Linked DNA regions of Sus scrofa: region 2 is linked to region 1. A link is a contact called in public Hi-C data. All regions are on one chromosome and are shown on one strand. Each heading gives the region's core, a stretch centred on a gene start, on an enhancer-like site or on the middle of the called end of the contact. The rest is flanking DNA. Distances are from core to core; before and after follow the strand shown. Region 1 overlaps PXYLP1 (2-phosphoxylose phosphatase 1). Region 2 has its middle 32 kb from the start of ZBTB38.

Region 1 (6,619 bases), core at 815-3,314:
CTGAACTGCTTTATGCTGGGACTTATCAGTGAACAGGGTGGAGAATGATTGGGACCAGACTAGGTTCCCTAGGTTCCCAAAGGAGTAGAGAGCCACAGAAAGTTTCTGAACGCTTGCATAACAGGATGAAGGTGGCATTATAGCAATGTCACTCTCTGTGGGTGGGTACACTCCTGCATATTCATTCCATCCTTGAGTTACAGCAAGAACACAGAAAACATTCTGGGCCTTGAGCTTGTTGTTAATCAACCCAAGGTTTCATCATGGCTGTGCTGCATTTGGTCAATGCTATCCTAGAAATAACCCATATTCCAAGGGCAACAGGGCTGGGAACCCCAAACCGCAGCTCATAGTACCTCCCTGGAACCGAGATCCAGGCCACTGATCAGCTGTGGCCCCTCAGGCAAGTTGCTTTACCTCTCGGAGCTGTAGTTTCCTCACCTGTAAATGGTGATTCGATTATTCACTCGATATTTACCCAGCATCTGCTATGTGCCAGGTATAGTCACAGAAACTGGGGAGCAGTAGTGACCGAATCAGTTCAAAATTACTACTCTTGTGGTACTTAGATTCTAGTGGAATCTAACCTACCCAACTCCTGAGGTTGTGGAAGGAATTAGATATTTCCTGGAAAGCACTCAGGGTAGTAATAATTCTACATCTAATTCCAATGTATATGGGGTTTTCTTCCCCACAGCACCAAGCTATTCTCAAACACCAGCTGGGCGTCCTACCATTCCACTCAATTCTGACACTATCTACTGGAAATGGCCTCAGATCTCACAGGTTAAGGGCTTAATTGCACAACACTGTCTCATTATCACTTGCAAATTGCAAAATCCAATTGCAAACCCAGGTTGTCACCCATGCTTTGAACTAGCTATAGCTTGGTGGTTCCAATGCCGTCGCCCCCTACCCCCCCGAATTCTTTGGGTTCAATTAATTTGCTAGAGTGGCTCTCAGAACTCAGAGAAACATTTTACTTACTAGATGACCAGTATATTATAAAAGGATAGACTCAGGAACAGCCAGATGGAAAACATGCATTGGCAAGGCATGTGGGAAGGGGCCCATAGCTTTCACATTCTCCCTCAGAGCACCACTCTCCCTATACCTCCGTGTGTTCAACAGCCTAGAAGCTCCCCTAACCCTGTCCTTTCAGTTTGTTTTTTGTTTTGTGGGTATTTGTTTTGTTTTTGTTTTGTTTTGTTTTTTGCTCTTTAGGGCCACACTGGCGGCATATGGAGGTTCCCAGGCTAGGGGTCAAATCGGAGCTACAGCTGCTGGCCTACACCACAGCCACACCAATGCCAGGTCCTTAACCCACTGAGTGAGGCCAGGGATCGAACCTGCAACCTCCTGGTGCCCGGTTGGATTCAATTCCTCTGTGCCACAAGGGAAACCAAAAAACTCTGGTTTTTACGGAGACATCATTACAGAGGGATAACTGATTATGTCATTAGCCACTGGCAACAGATACAGCCCTCAGCCCCCCCACTCCTCCTCAGAGGTCAGGGGTGGGGCTGTAAGTTCCAATCCTCCAAACACAAGGTTGGCTCTCCAGGCAACCAGACCCCTTCCGGAGAGTACCTGGGGGCTTGCCAAAGCTCACCTCATTAACATAATAAAAGACACCTTTCCGGTCTCCTCTAGGAAATTTCAAGGGTTTGGGGAGCTCTGTGCCAGAAACAGTGACAAAGAACAAAAGTATTTCTTACTCTAAATCACAGTATCACAGGTTGTAATAATCCTTCTCCTCCTCGTTGTGTTGCTATGCACTTTCCCTACAGCACTTGGCACCAAACTGGTACCCAACAAACACCGCAGGACTGGCCCTCAGAGTGGGATCTCCTGCCTGGAAACAAATGCCCTACCTTCAGCAGTAGGCTTAGACTAGCATGAAGGTTCCTCTCGCTGCACCCCGCCCCCAGCACTGTCAATTCCAGCTTAATAAACAAGGCTGGGAAGGGAGAAAGAAGGAAACCACCCTTGGGGCCATTCATCACAATGAAGGCAGCTGACAGCTCTTCCAAACCCTGACTCAACCCTCATTTCCTTGGGGAGATGAGTAAAACTTTTCAGGCTTCAGAGAGCTGGTCCCTTCTCAGGCAGTGTTGACCACAGTCCTCCCCTGGACGTGAACCCCAGATGGGCTGCCCCACGGCGATGACCCAGGCCCTCCAATCACGCCTACTCAGGGCAAGGCCAGCCCTCACTTGGTGAATTTCAGCGTTAAAAGTTCCTTTCAATGTGCTCAAGGCACAACCAGGACGTATTTGTTCTGAGCCAAGGGGCCAGAAGTTTTGGTAGGAGTTGAAAGGAAGCAAAAAAAAAAAATTGTAAGCAAATATTAGAACCTTATCCTTGAGGCTCCAAGAAAGTGCTCCACCAAAAATCTAGCTGACACATTCATACCTTGACGGTTTCCGCTTCCCTCACCAACTACACGCTGGTGTTATGGTGCCAGCCTCTATTTTTATAGCCTGAGTAACGCCTGGGCAAAGGACCAGATGAGAGTTGGAGACAGAGAGACGGAGCACCAGAGGTGATGGCACAGGCAAGGGGGCTCACATCCTACTCGGTCTCCTACAGCAAACCCTTCGGACAGAGTCTGGGACAGCAGCCAGGCCCTCCACAGGTTCTAGCCCACCCTCCTCTGCAGCCTCACCCCCTTTCAGGGTCCAGACCTCAAGCTCCCTTGGGGCTGGGACTTTCTCTGGCTTGTCCATTGCTCTAACCTCAGGGCCTGGAGCACAGCAGCGTTAAATGAATGAATGACCACACAGTCCCACCCCAACTTCAGCACACTGGACTCCCTTGCTGCTCCCCGAACCCCAAGGGCCCCTTCTTCCAACTCAGCATCTGTGCCATTTCACACTCTTGGCCCAGATGCCTTCTTGACTGTGTTAACCTTTGTTCATCCTTAAACTCAGCTCAAATGCCACCTCCTCCCAGAAGCCTTCCCTAATTCCACAGCTGGGTGAGGTCCCCCCCATATTGGGTAACTACAGCCCTCCCATTAGCACTCTTCAGCAGCACAGGCTCACATCAGCTTCCTGGCCTACCTCCCCCAGGGCTGGGGAGGATGCAGAGCTGAGTCAGCAGCAGATACCCTTTAGGTGTGTTTGGGAAGAAGAAAGAGAAGGAGGGAAGAAAGAAGGACACCCCAGAAAGGATGCTGTGGATGGAGAGGCACCTGTCACTGAAACCTACAACAAAGGGAACAAGAACAAAGCACTGAAGCCCAAGGGATCAATGAATGATTCACCAATGTTTACTGAGAAAAAATAGCAGGACATGGTGGGAAAATACTTCTCAGTGGGTTCAAGTAGGACGCAGAAGGGTGGACTACGCCGCAGCTTCTCCTCCCCTCTGGGTGTGGGCTGGGGTGGGGGCTAGAGAGGAAGAGAAATGTTGGAAGGCAGGGTGAGTGGGGGTTCTTGAAAGGCTCATGAGCAAGGAGCTCTCAAAGGCTGGCTGTTCTCAGAGACAACTCTGGTCTTAAGGAGGCTGAAGGCCATTTCTTCTGGGGTAGCTTCCACCTGCTGAGGGAGAGCCACTAAGACTCACTCCCTCAAAGCTGGTAAGAACATGGCCTGGGTCAAGCAAGTGGGATAATGAGGACTTTGCACTGTCCTGCTGGCCCAGTTCCCAAAGGAACAGAAGCCAGCATTTAAGATGGATGATCTGGGAATAAAGGTTATATTTGCCTGGAGCTTTCTGAGTACAGCATTTCCTTCCAAGTTGCCGCCCCCATATTCATTCCTTCCTTGCTAACAAAATTCTGGGGTGGCGGGCAATGTGGCAGAGACTGCCAGCTCACCGGGAAACCCATCTCCTCTTCGTCTTAGGCACAGGGCTGGACCACATTTCCCAGCATCCCTTGCAGGAGGTGTGGCCATGTGACTGGGCCCTGGCCAATGGAATGCCAGTGGAAGTAATTCTCCATTTCCAAGCCTGGTCCATAATATCACTCCTATATACCATCCCCCATGCTCCTTCCTTTCCCACTGATTGAAGCAAACTGGCATGGCAACCTTAAGAGCCCAGGTCCCTTAATCACCTTTTGGAAAAGAGCCCCTCCCACCTCTTCTCTTATCAGGAGCAGCCACTTTAGACTTCATGTAAGCAGAAAGTAAATGTCCATCAAATCTGAGTCATTAAATGAACAGCTGACCCTTGAATAACATGGGTCCACACACAGGCAAATTTTTTTCTATAGTAAATACAGTACTATACGCGCTGAGGTTGGTTGAACCTGCAAATGTGGAACTGTGAATATGGAGGGGCATCTATAAAGTTATATGCAGGAATTCCCTTGTGGCTCAGTGGTTAAGGACCTGGTATTGTGGTTAAGGACTGCGGTATCTCTGGTTACAGCTGTGGCACAGGCTCAATCTCTGGCCCAAGAACTTCCACGTGCTGAGGGTGTGGCCAAAATAATAAAAATAATGAAGTTATATGCAGATTTTTCACTGGGGGGTGCTCAGTGCCCCAAACGCCTGTCATTGACGAGTCAACTCTATTTGGTTTGCTTATATCAGCAATGATCCTGCCTAAATCTTATAAGCCTTGTTCAATATTCATATGGCCCTTTTAACTGGGAGTGGTCATGTGACACAGTTCTGGCCATGAAATGTCAGCAGAGGTCTGCTGGATGTTTTGGGGAAAATCTCTGCTTTGCTGATAAAAGGTATTAATATGGCTGGTGCCTCCTTCCTGCAGGAACCATTTTGCCATCATAAGGAAAGGGCAAGGAAAATAACAGAGTGTCTGTCCAGACAGACATCAGCTATTGAAACCACTGCCAACAACCACCTACCTTCAAACGTCTTGTTACATAAGAAAAATAAACCGCTATTTACTTAAGCCACTAAGGTAGGGGTTTCTCTTACTTTGCAGCCAAACCCAATCCTAACTGCTTTGTAGCCATTCATTCATTCATTCACCTAACCTTTATTGAGACCTATTTCCTGAATTCTTGTGCTAAAGGCTGAAGATGCAGAGATGAGCTGGTTATAGCCCCTTCCGTCTATAAGCTCCCAGTCAAGCTGGGGAGAGAGGCCTCTGAGCAGACTTCTGAATGCAGTGGGAACTGATGCTGCGGTTTCACATGATGATGGAGGGTGGAGTGGTGTGAATAGTGGGTGGTGGGTGGACACTGAGGCAAGGAGTTCCCAAATCCCTTTTTGGAGCTGAGCACACAGAGCAAACAGCCCTCAAGCTAAAAAGCAAGTAACGAGAATGTGCTATGATCAGCCAAGCCAGAGGCAATTACTTAACTGCAATGTTGGGTCGCTAAACACCACCAATGAATGCAGCTGTTTCAAGATAATCAACAGTCATTAGAGCAGGATGTGCAGGAGAAGAATATAAAAAATTATCAAATGCCGCTAGCTTAGAAATGCTGGAAATTCTCTGAACCAAGGATGAGGCAGGCTGGCTTAGATCCTCCTGACCGCTGACGTTAAAATCTCCTAAAATATACTTTCTTTCTCAAAGACACAGTAATTTTTCACCTTGAAGACAGAGCCAAAGAAATCAAATGTCTGTGCCATGACCTTCAACCATAAATGTCCAAGCTTCAATTCTCAGGTCTGTGTTTCCATTAAGAACTGTGATGGAGACAAATGGGTCACAAAACTCAACCCCATTTGGGAAATCAAAAGGCAACCAATCAAAGAAGTCTGAGCAGCTGGGGAACCATTTTGGAAACTAGAGGAGAGGTTTTCCTTCTCTTAACTCAATGCTGCCTTCATACAATAAATGGCTTAAAAAAACCCCGAAAAACAGGGAGCTTCCACCCTGGCACAGTGGGTTAAAAATCTGACTGCCTTGGCTCAAGATGCAGGTTCAATTCCTGGCCTGGCACAGTGGATTAAAGGATCCAGCATACTGCAACTGTGGCACAGGTTGCAGCTGTGGCTCAGATTCAGTCCCTGGCCTGGGAATTTCCATATGCCAAGGATGTGGCCATCAAATAAATAAATAATAAAAATTTTTAAATTAAAAATTAAAAAAAATTTTCAAAAAGCAAAAATGAATGGCATTATTTGCCATTTCTTTCCTTCCAAGTATGGGGGAAGTATTTTAAGGAAAAAAGACAAAGCCTCATTGACTTTAAGTTCCAGACATTTTAAAATGAATAAAATAAGCAGACTCCTCACTCAGAGAATTGATTCTCAGGTTTCCAGTCTGACCGCTGACTCATGAGTGAAAAGAACTCCAGTGTAGACAGACCATGTGCTGATCACAGAGGACAGAGACACAAGCAAGTTCTGAAGCAGCAATCCTAAACTGCTCGAATCCCCAGCCCATCGCTGGAAGACATCACAAGATGGCAAAGGCTGGCTGGGCGGGCTGCCATGCTGGAGTGTCTTTGCAGGATGCATGGAGCAAAGGAGAGTGGGGTCCGAGGAGGAAGGACCTCCCTTTCCAGGACCAGTCATCAAACCCAAGTCCGTCAATAGCTTCCCAGAGACCTTCAGATCAAGAAGGTTCCAGCTATGGCAGACACAGGACTCATGGTAGCATTAAGGAGAAAACCACAGGCCCCAAATGGCATCACTTGTGCTAAAACCCATGATTCCAAACCCAGATTTAACACCTGACCTAAGTG
Region 2 (6,497 bases), core at 2,955-5,454, 170 kb before region 1:
CACTTCTGGAGGCCAGAAGTCCAAATCCCAGGTGTTGGCAGGGCTGTGCTCTCCATGAAGGCTCTGGCAGGGAGAATCCTTCCTTGCCTCTTCCAGCTTCTGGTGGTCCCAGGGTGCCTGGGCTTGAGACTGCATAGCTCCAGCCTCTGCTGCCATCTCCACATGGCCCTCTCCTCTCTACATTTCCCTCTTCCGTGTACCTCTTATAAGGACACTTATCAAATTTAGGGCTCACCTGATAATCCAGGATGGACTCATCTCGAAATCCTTAAAAAAAAAAATGTACATCTGCAAACACCCCTTTTATTCCAAAAAAAAAAAAAAAGTCACATTCACAGCTTTGGGGATGTAGACATACCTTTTGGTGCTACCAGACACCATGGCAATACATCTGGGTAGGTAGGAGAGAGGCCCGGGGTCCAGAATGCCAAGTTCCCCAACAGTGGTAGGAAGAGGTGGAAGAAAGCAGGAGAGAGAGCCATTGCAGTTTCTACTAAGCATAGAGCTCTATTTCCAAGTCATGTGCAGCCCTAACGACCCCAGGCCATCAAGTGTTCATCTGCAAATACTACACGGAACAGAAAAAAATCATCACAATCACAAACTAGCAAAATGCCAGACCGAATTACCCTCAAAATACAGGCGGGAGCTTGAATGGCTGAAAAGGCTTTTAGTTAATTTACTTTCTAAACTAAATGAATTTGATATGAAGCTAGGTGTTCATCTCTAAGATACTGCGGCCATTTTCTCCTCATGACTGTCCAGTCCAAATAATGAGTCACCATGGCAGCACAGGATTGGTTATTTCTATTTTTCAAAATGTTCCTTAGGACCAGGGAATACTCTCTGTCACCAACATTCAAGAAGGTTCAGCAATACCTCCCTTCTCATCATCTACCAGGGCCCCAAAATCATGGAGTGCCCTCATTTTTACAATGATACATGTTCTACTCTTATTTTTTCTTTTTTTCTATTTAGGGCCGCTCCTGTGGCATATGGAGGTTCCCAGGCTAGGGGTCTAATCGGAGCTACAGCTGCTGGCCTACGCCACAGCCATAGCAACGCCTGATCTGAGCCTCGTCTGTGACTACCACAGCTCACGGCAATGCCGGATCCTTAACCCACTGAGCAAGGCCAGGGATTGAACCCACAACCTTATGGTTCCTAGTCAGATTCGTTTCCGCTGTACCATGACAGGAACACCACATGTTCTACTTTTAAAGTTCTACATCATTACCATTTGTGTCGGCTCCCTGACACAAAAAGATTGTCAGTCCTCTCACATGAATTTCCCTTTTTGGCAACAGGGTTTGCATGGCCAGATGGTCAATGTGGAGATGGGGGGGAGTGGAGGCAGAGCATGGAGGGAGAATCAGGTACTTAGGGTTAAAGTCACAGCCTGGGGACAAGAGCCTTCAGAATCAGATTCTTAGTGTGGTCAAAACACCCCATCTTCCATCCCTACAGTAGAATGTAAAAAGCACACCCCTCCCCAGCTTCCACCCCACGACTATCTCACAGCACTGCCGAGCTAGAATATCTACGAAGACCAATCTCTATGCGAGTTGGTCTCTGTTTTTCACCACAGCACCTAGAGCAGTGCTTCCCAAACATTAACATGCAGGAGTGAGCTGGGGATCCTGTTAGGTGCATTTCTTGACACAGTTGGTTACATATGTGTGGTCCGTCTTTATTTATGTCAGAGTGGAGATGGTGGAGGTACACGACCAGGTTTAAGGAAACCAAAGGTGTGCTGTCTTCTGGGGAAATGACAATCATTAAAATGGTTATGATGATGACGTCAATGACAATAAAAATTAATATTTTCTGAGCACTTTCTACATGCCAGGCCCTGTGCTAAGTGTTTCGCAGACATTATGACTCACTGAGCACCAAAAAGAGCTGATGAAAATGAGAGTGATTAAAAGATGTTTAGAAAAAGGGAAGGCATTATAAATTCTAGGATGTGCAGGTCAATTGAGCGTCAATAGAGAGCACAATTGTCACACTGTCCCCGTCTAGGACCAATTAGGAAGGCGCTAACTGCCTGATATTTCAGAACGCATCCTTGGGCCAAGCAGGTCAATAACATAGACCAGGTATATCAAAATAAGCCTGCTGTCCTCTGCTGTCACTCCACGGCCCCCCACACCATCCAGGTTGGCCTCTGCAGGCAGGCCTCCATTCAGCTGCTTTGGGAGTGACATGCCTGGATAAGGAGGGGCTTCCTTTGGTGGGTCCTTCCTGTTTTGTCCTGGGATGGGCCCACTAAGCATTGGGCAGCTTAATCAAGGCTGCTCTGCCCAACGCCTCCCCCATGTCCTTGGCCATACAAACTGTGGACGGCTGCTGAGTCTACTAACAGATCACTTTGCCTGTATGAGATGGACACACTTCGCATTCAAAGTAGCTCCTTTATTTGCTGTGACATGGAGAAGGTTCAGTGGCCGTGAGTTTTTCTTGGGCTGGGTCTTGGAGCGCTTCAAGCCCAATGCTTTGCAGGAAAAGACTGGGCAGGTTGCCACTGAGGAAATCCAGCCTGGTGGATTGAGTCAGATGTTGTTGCTTTACAACTGCTATGCAAAGCAGCAGTCCAGAGGCTGAATGCGGCCTGCAGGCCTGTTTCATTAAGCCCCACAGTATTTTAAAAAGTTTTAATACCCTCCATTTTGCCATGATCTAACCATTCCATCTTCCTATACCAAGCCCACACTGAACATTCATATTACCATCCTGTTCCTGTATGGATCTGAATTTTAGACCTTAATCTATAATGGCATATGGAGAGATCTCTTAAGCCTCTAACATTTCAACCTCTGTAACTGCAATGTCCTCCTAAAATGTACTTATTTATTTTTACAGCTCTACCTGTGGCATATGGAAGTTCCTGGGCTAGGAGTTGAATCAGAGCTTCAGCTGCCAGGCTATGCCACAGTCACAGCAATGCAGGATCTGACCCACATCTGTGACCTACACCACAGCTTGAGGCAATGCCAGAGCCTTAAACCGCTGAGCAAGGCCAGGGATTGAACCCACATCCTCACGACTCTAGTCGGATTCTGAAGTACCACAGGAACTTAGCCACCACAGGAACGCCCACCCTTCTAAACTTTAAATGGTGAAATACCAATATTCAAGCTTTCAAAACTACCAAAGTGTCCCATCTTAATGAAGAAGAAGAGGTGCTAAGAAGCTTTAACATGGAATATATCCAGGTCATATAACATTTCTTCAGGATCCCTCCAGTTCATTTCCATGTGGAAAATGTCCTACTATATGAGTCCTGAGGAAGTGGCAGATAGCCAACGTTTCACTTTGCTTCAAAGTAGTTTTAATGATGCAGTGTGTTCAAGCTGCAAGAAGGAGATGATGACTCTTAATCAGGCCCCCACCCAATCAGACTCACACTCTCAGAGGTACCTAGCTCTCCATCTACAAAGAGTTCCATACGCATCACTACCATGTGATACAATGAGGGAAGCAGTAACTGCTGAGAACACATAGCTCCTTACCGGGTCAGAGTATTCGGAATGGGTATCACCCTCCATTACTGCGTCATACAAAAAACAATTCTAAAAACTAGATCACAGAAAGAGAGCCCGGATATCAGACAATGGAGTCAACACAATAAAATATATCCAGCAAGATCACAAGGGTCCTTGGGGCATCTTAGAGAAGTACTCAGCAGAACAATGGGAGTCAACCCGAGGAAGCAAATCCCACTCAATGAACACTGGGGTGGCAATGGGAGGAGAGAGTTGATCCCCTTGGTCTAAGCATCTGTCATGCTGGTGGGCACATCCTGGAGAAAAGCTGCTGATGCCCTTGGCTTGTTCTGCCACATCTCCTCCCCACCATCAACTGACAGCCCCCCGTTTGCGGTGGCCCCCCCACCTGGATGCACACACAAAATGCCAATGTACGGAGATCATTTTTACGACCTGGGCTCTCGGATATTTACTTGAGTCCCTGCACATACTTTCCTTGCACACACATTTCCTTCTCCTCTGTTTTCCACAATCCCTCCTCCCATGTTTTCCATCATTTCTCTTCCACCTCCCATTTTTCCAGCTTGAAGCCACCGCTGGCAACACTGCAATCTCTGGACGGAGGCCAGGCATGGCAGCACAGATCTCTGAGGCAGCACGGGATTGTGAAACCGTCACCTCTTCCTAGGGCTCGGGAGATGCAAAACCTGCCAAGCTGTCAAAGCAAGCCCACTGACTGGCGTACGCATGACCAGGAGCACAGAGGCTTTTCTACACCATGGACATGCTACAGAAACTCTAGCCAGACACACAAAGGGATGAAGACGGTTTAAACAAAAGAAACTGACTGGGGAGAACTGTTGGGCTGGGAGAGGGAGGAATACTATAGGTACTCAGTTCCCTTTAGCCTTTGCCAATTTCACCCTGAAAGAAATTTGATTAAAACTAAATGAAGGTTTCTGGCAGGATGCATCCAACAGGTGCCCTGCTCACCTGTTTTAGAGTGAAGTTACCTGGGGATGAGGGGAACAGAGAGCAATAACATCAATAAATGTGTTGCCTGCCCTTCAAAAAAAGTAAGAGTCCCCAAACAAACCCAAACCCACACAGATAAAACCCCCCAACAGCCTGTTTAGAAAAATTATGCTTTAAATACACTGATCTTAAAAAAAAAAAGTCTGAAGAACAGGCTGTTCTGTAGAACAGCTCGAGTTTCTGCCTGTGCTTTCATTTTAGAAAACAAATGCTCATAGACGCCACAGGGGGAGGAGTTTAACCCAGGGATTCAAACTCACAGAAAATGGCCACCGCCACCGGGCTGCAGAAAACCTGAACACAACAAACAAGGCACTCAGGGGACCTTCTGGGAACACAAGGCACTTACCTGTCACAAGAGTCACTGTCTAGAGACAGATAGAACCTTTCTTTCCGACCAGTAACACAAATCATGGCCTCCAAAGTATTTGTTTGCTGAACACCAAGAGGACTAATCACCCGACTTTTATTACTCTCCCTGAGCCAGGGGACCTCATGGGGGGTGGAAAATAGGTCATTTTGAATGTAAGGTGGATGCCAGGATTGGAGGTAAGGCTCCTGTTTAAGCTTCCTCAAAGAAAGAAATGAAAAAGACCTCGAAAAAGGATTTCCTAAAATAGAGAGACGCGCAAATCATCTTATCAGAAATGCCTATCATCAAATAGAAAAGAAGGTCTTAAAATAGATCATTCGAACACGGCACAAAGCTTTGGAGTGATTTCCTGAAAAATGTCAAAACTGAAAAAAAAAAAGACAAAAACAAATAGTAAGACTATTAAACAACAAAACGAGGTAAGAATTCACTTCGTAGTGTCTATTCACATAAGAAAAAAAAATGTTCTCCCAGGTAATTTAAATGCTGCTGCACAAAAAAGTCAACATAGGATATAGTGGCTAAAGAAACTCCAGAACTGTTAGACCTTGACAGGAAAAAATTTAAAGGTCAGACTTTTTTTTTTTTTTTTAAACCTGATTTAGCACAGCACCCGGGGTAGGCCGGTTCTCTAATGTATGAGCAAAACCCCATTCGGGGCTTCATTTCACAGCCACGTCATCCCTTTTTCCGTCTACCTCTGTGCCCTCTGCTTTCTCAAAGGGGTCCTCCCGCCCCTTCCTGTTTTAAAGCAAAAGTAGAATGTGCACTCGTCCAAGGGAAGAGCAGAACACACAACAGGACGTAGTCACAGGCACCTGGGATGCAGGTATGACTGGCTGCTTCCTCCCCCGATGAGCATCTTGCACCCTGTGACCTGAGTTCGAGTCAGAGATCACAAGACCCGAATAAATAGGTTTCCCAGCAGAAACAGACCAGAAGGCCGAGTAGCTTTTGAAAACAGAAAAATCCTCACTTTGGTCTAGAAGTGAATCAGCCTTCTACTAAAGCGAGTCAGCAATCTCCATGCTTACATGAAAATGCATATACGTTTGGGGAGACTGATTCTGAACTCCAGTCTCTCTTGCCTGGCAAGACAATAAATGCAGCTTTGTTTTTACTGAGTCGGTGGGCTTCTTATCTACTGGTAATCAACTCTGCAAGGGATCAGAAGTTGTTCTAACACCCGAAAAGAACACAAACAGCACGGGGACCTAGAAATGATATCCAACTCACAAGGCAGGAAGTGGTAGCTCCCACCTCTCTCACCTTGCACAAAGCCGGCCTTCAGGGGTTGCCGAAATAACCCCAGGATGTCCCTCTAGCACTTGAAGAGCCACTGGATCTCCCATGACAACAAGGCACCTTGTGATAGACACGCGCACAGGAATGGCCCGCAACTAGGGGTGCTCGAGCCGAGTCTTCCTCTTCTTACTCCCTGAGAAAATGCTTCCTTCCTCTCAAGTCTAAATTATTGTAGACCTTTGCCATTCTCATTTCAATAAGAGAGGGAAAATGCTTTAAAAAATAGGAAATAGCCTCCTGTCTCTCCCGGTTTAAAAAGAAATCTTCTTGGCTACCTTACTTCACAAGACTCCACG

The links. A called contact is a pair of places that touch in the nucleus more often than the background predicts.
Region 2: a Hi-C map of fetal heart ventricle shows a contact between it and region 1, with 2.1 times the contacts expected there. The contact joins two enhancer-like sites. A contact is called at or near these places in 4 of 47 Hi-C or Micro-C datasets (embryonic fibroblasts, fetal heart ventricle, heart right ventricle and 1 more) and 1 of 2 datasets of contacts at active chromatin or transcription factors (alveolar macrophages).

What each region holds. Positions count from the first base shown.
Region 1 is chr13:81,977,791-81,984,409 of Sscrofa11.1, reverse strand. All of the region lies in intron 2 of PXYLP1 (2-phosphoxylose phosphatase 1), which reads right to left. Among named protein-coding and RNA genes, the nearest start is that of PXYLP1, 30 kb to the right of the region's middle. Within about 2 kb of position 2,064, at least 26 of the 83 cell types and tissues checked have an H3K27ac peak or open chromatin away from gene starts, as enhancers often do. A contact at or near this core is called in skeletal muscle, where this site is marked.
Region 2 is chr13:82,153,813-82,160,309 of Sscrofa11.1, reverse strand. It overlaps a transcript of ZBTB38 not described here. Among named protein-coding and RNA genes, the nearest start is that of ZBTB38, 32 kb to the left of the region's middle. Within about 2 kb of position 4,204, at least 28 of the 83 cell types and tissues checked have an H3K27ac peak or open chromatin away from gene starts, as enhancers often do. A contact at or near this core is called in skeletal muscle, where this site is marked.